2 separate regions of the Danio rerio genome follow, and region 1 is linked to region 2. The links are chromatin contacts, called in public Hi-C maps. All regions are on one chromosome and are shown on one strand. The core of a region is the stretch at or near the end of the contact, and the rest is flanking DNA. Distances in the headings are between cores, read along the strand shown.

What was found. Hi-C and Micro-C count contacts between places; a contact is called where the count stands out from the background.
Region 1: a Hi-C map of an unstated tissue shows a contact between it and region 2, with 1.6 times the contacts expected there. The contact joins two enhancer-like sites. A contact is called at or near these places in 2 of 18 Hi-C or Micro-C datasets (caudal fin and an unstated tissue).

What each region holds. Positions count from the first base shown.
Region 1 is chr15:36,244,806-36,247,505 of GRCz12tu, forward strand. The region is part of intron 1 of stard13b (StAR related lipid transfer domain containing 13b); the gene reads right to left. Among named protein-coding and RNA genes, the nearest start is that of stard13b, 12 kb to the right of the region's middle. Within about 2 kb of position 1,411, at least 5 of the 62 cell types and tissues checked have an H3K27ac peak or open chromatin away from gene starts, as enhancers often do. A contact at or near this core is called in caudal fin, where this site is marked.
Region 2 is chr15:36,118,134-36,120,833 of GRCz12tu, forward strand. All of the region lies in intron 5 of stard13b (StAR related lipid transfer domain containing 13b), which reads right to left. Among named protein-coding and RNA genes, the nearest start is that of nbeab, 41 kb to the left of the region's middle. Within about 2 kb of position 1,313, at least 8 of the 62 cell types and tissues checked have an H3K27ac peak or open chromatin away from gene starts, as enhancers often do. A contact at or near this core is called in caudal fin, where this site is marked.

The DNA.
Region 1 (2,700 bases), core at 161-2,660, 130 kb after region 2:
CCTCAGGCCATTCAATGTGTAGGTCCCTTTTCTTCCTAATTAAAACTTTAAAGAAGATTTTAGCTGAAATTGTGGTCTTTGGGCATTCAGTTTAATCATTTCGCTTCCCAAGGCCTGAATGCAACATCAGGATCTGAATTAATTTTGTAATTGTTTTGGCCTTGTTTTTTTGGCTTTCAAAGGTTTGACAGTCACTTTAATGTTCTGAATCACAAACAACCACAGTTTCATTCTGAAACTTTAATATCCTGCTGAAGGCACTGGATTGCCTGAGGGTGAAAGTAAATTAACAGAAAATATATATTATTTTGGTAAACTATCCACTTTAAGAGCATCTAATCAACAGCTTAATCAGACTGGGAAACCAGAAATGCACCCCATAAGATTTTAAGTTATTTTTTTACATATTTTTGTGAGATAATATGGAACTGCAGAAGCATCATTACAACAAAAACTCAAAATAGATCAGTGCTTCTCATGGTATTTCATAGAAAAACCTTCGTATTTCACAGATAATTACTCAAACTAGGGATGCAAAATTGAATTTTTGACCAATACTGATAAATAAAACAAAATTCTTTATATTCAAAGGCTAATAACCGATATATTGGCCAATAAATATAAATATAAAAATTTCAACCTAGTAATAGGAAACACCTATACACTCATTCACAAATACACTCATACACTTTCAAAGGAAACCTACGCAAACATGGGGAGAACATCCAAATTCCCAGTACTGGTTTGCAGCTGGAAGGGCATCCGCTGCGTAAAACATTCATTCATTCTCCTTCGGCTTAATCCCTTTATGTATCAGGGGTCGCCACAGCAGAATGAACAGCCAAGTCATGCAGCATATGTTTTACAGAGCGGATGCCCTTCCCGCTGCAACCCAGTACTGGGAAACATCCATACACAACTCATTAACACACAAACACTACAGACAATTTAGTTTACCCAATTCTCCTATAGCACATGTCTTTGTGGGAGAAACTTCACGCAGAAATGCCAACTGACCCTGCTGAGGCTCGAATCAGCAACCTTCTAGCTGTGAGGCAATTGTGCTACCCACTGCGCCACCGTGACGCTCCCCAAACAGCATTTTTTTATGTATTGTATATGTAAATGTAAATATGAGGAGAAATCAGGACAAAAAGGAACAATGTATCATTAGGAAACCAAAAAAAAAAATTAAAGTTGTAAAACGCAAGAAAATCAATGGTATCACATCAGAAACTATTTTAGAACCTGAATGTCTACGAGCGAATCCCACAGAGCCAGAAAAGTGATAACGGCATCCCAAAGTGGCAGAGAGGGAATAACTGGGACTCTTGCACAAGTAGAGGAGGGAATAACAGGGGATCTGAGGGGTTGAACATCTGGCTCGGGCTGAGAGCGTTCAAGTCTGGATCTGTTGAAAGCACGACGGTGGTGACATCAGTGCTATGAGGAATCCAGCCCTTCGCTCTCCAGTGGCTGATTTACAATGCACCCGTCCATTCATCACACGACCTAAATGTCCCAGACCAGGCTGTGGTTAGCGATCCTGCTAACCCCCTCATTACCCCCCAAAACACGGTCCGCAAAAACACACATTAAACCAGAGGAAGAGTCTGATTGGTGGAGAAAAGAAAGAACATTCCTTTCTGACACTTTGGCTCAAGAACATCATCTAGACAGATGAACTGTGAAAGACCAAGATTATTCCTGGCAGGATGTTTCTATCGAGGGGCTACGAGCGTGAAATCATGCCACTCACTGGCGCTTTATTAAGACGTGATTGGTTTGCTTTGTCAGATTGATCAGTTTAAACGCGAAGTGTATCTGACAGGCCAGATCATTCCAGAGGCGAATGCTATCGTGTTGAAAGTGGCGGTGGAAGAAATGACTAATAAAATCTGATTTAAAAAAAAAATATAAAACAGAAGATTCATATGATTAAAAGGTTTACATATTTTGAATGCTGTACTTCATTTCCATCTTTTTTTAATCCTTAAATAGATTTTTTTAATTCCGGACAAAGATTAATCGATTAATCATATCAAAAATAAAAGTTTGTTTTAATATGAGATATATTCATTTATTCATTTTCCATTGGCTTAGTCTCTATTTCAGAGGTTGCCACAGTGGAAGGAACCACAAACACAGAGGATGCCCTTCCAGCCGCAACCCAGTACTGGGAAACACCCATACACACTCATTCACACACATGCTCAAACACTATGGCCAGTTTAGTTTACCCAATTCACCTATAGGGCATGTCATGGACTGTGGAGGAAACCCATGTGACTAAAAGTTCTATTCATTAATTCATTCATTTTCTTTTCAGCATAGTCCCTTTATTGATCCGGGGTGGCCCCAGCGGAATGAACCGCCAACTTATCCAACAAGATTTTATGCAGCGGATGCCATTTCAGCCACAACCCATCTCTGGGAAACATCCACACACACACTCATTCAAACAATACGGACAATTTAGCCTACTCAGTTCACCTGTACTGCATGTCTTTGGACTGTGGGGGAAACCGGAGCACCCGGAGGAAACCCACGCGAACGCAGGGAGAACATGCAAACTCCACACGGAAACGCCAACTGACCCAGCCGAGGCTCGAACCAGCGACCCAGCGATCTTCTTGCTATGAGGCATCAGCACTACCTACTGTGCCGCCTAAAAGTTATGTGTGTTAAATATATTCATTA
Region 2 (2,700 bases), core at 63-2,562:
ATCTATCCATCCATCCATCTATTTGGGTTGCACAACTCCACAGTAGGTGATGTTATGCTATTGGCTAAAGAACTGAAAATTCAATAAGAAAAAAGGACATGTCACCATTTTTCTTAGAAAATATATCTTTAAAGGTGCTAAACTAAACTAATTAGATTACAAATCAAGTTTTGTGTAATAACATAGAATGACACAGGGAAAAAGTATTGAACACATGAAGAAAGGAAGGTGTATAAGTAGAGATGGTTCGGTAAAGTTGCTTGAATGACTATTAACAAATATCTAGAAGTGTCACCGTCACCAGCGATCCAGCCTGTGCAGATAGCTGCTATACACACAGATCGCTAATGAACTACAAATCCGTCATTTCAAGAACTACAAGTTCCAGTCACGCACCACACACACACACACAGGTTCCTGATCCCGTTTGATTACACTCACGCAGCTAAAGCTGCTCAAAGACTGATTAGTTGGACTATTTATACAGCACACAAACACACAGACTTGGCTGAGTGTTGTTTATCTGTCAAGTTAACATTACGACGCGTTTTCATTGCCTTGTTTGTTTGTTTATGTTGTCTGCTGCCTGCCTGTACTGACCATTCGCCTGTTATTTGACCATGACTCGGGATTCCCTGTAAACATCTGTTTGCTCCTGATTGTGATCACTGCCTGCCTGACCATTCTCTTTAAAATAAATCCTGCATTTGGATCCGCACTCTGTTGTCAGCATCTCCTCTGTGACAATAAGTATGCGAATTAGGACACAGAAAGAGTGTTAAGAAAAATATCGCAAGAACTATCAATATCACAATCTATTGCAAAATGTAGGGGAAATGATGCAACTGTTGTTGTCAACAATTCTGAGAAAAATTAGAAAGTGTATATATTTTAGAGTTATTCTAGGTAAAAGTGTCATGTAGCTAAATTTAAATCAAAATAAACTAAAAGAAAACTAGAATAAAAATTTATTTACACTATTTAGACATTTATAGAATATTTTAAATTATAAATTATATACTTTAAAACAAATACCAACAGCTTTTAACACCACAATAATCAAAACTCAACTGCTGGCACAGCAAAACATGGCTCTGCAGGGAAAAGCCCTGGGTCATGATGGAAACAGTGTGGGAATCCTCGTCTATTATTTCGCAGCCTAGGTTTTAATTAACAAGAGCGTTGGTGATTCAGGAACCCCTAATGCTTGACATCCGACATACAATAGTCAGGAGTTATTATTAAAGAGAGGTGCCACTCACTAATCTCACATCGTCATCATCGTGTGCCTTTCTTTCAGTTTTGCCCGTAGAGAATCACAGCTGGGACGTGGGCCAAAGGAAATTACAATCACTAGGAAGTACGCACAAAAGCAGCCCTCCAGATAAGATGCAATAAATTCTTCTTTCTGACAAAACATTTGGAAGAACCGCTGCCTTCACGGTTGGCAAAAACAACAGAGATTAGGTCAGCTGGGCTTTTTTTGGTCATACTCATTTCCTGACCATCTCATGGCTTCCAAATGAGTTTCATCTTATGACGGAAAACAGTAGGTACGTGTTTAAATGGAATCAAGGATAATAAAAATTTTTAAAATGATGAAAAGTCATAGACAGTGACTACGTTTGCCATTTTAATGACTCTCCTTAATGGCATAATGTTGATGCAGGATGTCTAGTTCATACTATAAGCCAAAAAAAGCCATGTCTGATTCTGATTTCCAAGTATCTAACCTCTTCACTTGGGTAAAAAAAATGTTCAAAGGCACACAGTGAGAGCTCATTGATTTTGAGGGTGAAAAACACTTGTTGACTGCTGATAAAGCTCGCTGGGTCATAAGTCGCTCTGTATGTTTTCGTCCTGAAATGAATTCAAACAAGACTGGTGCAGCTGTTGTAACACACTCGTCTGCTCCATTCAAGGACGCCTGCTGACTGTCTGCTTTCATCCACCAACCTCACTAACGCGAAGCATTATTCGAGGTCACTCTTGCTAGTGTTTTCTTATGGCTGGGTGGAGTGTAAGAGTGAATCCAAGTGCCTAACATACATTTTGGCATCCTATTTGTTAACTTAAAGAAACAGTTTACCAAAAAAGAGACATTTCAAACATTGAAAAAAAATGAAAGTAAGTAAACTGGGTGAAATAAAAGAATGAAGGGTGGATGTAAGAAAAGATGAATGGATGAATAGGTGGATGAATGGGTAGATGCAAGGATGGATAGATGGATGTATGTATGGAGGAAAAGATAATAGATGGATGGAGCAAAGGATAGATGGATGGATGGGTGAAATAAAAAAATTATGGGTTGATAAAAGAAAAAACGGATGAATGAATAGGTGGATGAATGAGTGGATGGATGGATGGATTGAAAGAGTGATGGGTGATGAAACAAAAGAATAATGGATGGATGGATGGATTGAGCAAAGGATGAACGGATGGTTGGATGGATGGATGAATGGATGGATGGATGGATGGATGGATGGAAGGATGGATGGATGGATGGATGGAAGGATGGATAGGTGGGTGAAAAAAAGGGTGGATGTAAGAAAAAATGGATGGATGAATAGGTGGATGAATGGGCGGATGCATGGATGGATAGATTGATGGAATTATAGATGGACTTATGGAAAAATATTGATGGATGGATGGAGAAAAAATAATGGATAGATAGATAGAAGGATGGATAAATGGAGAGAA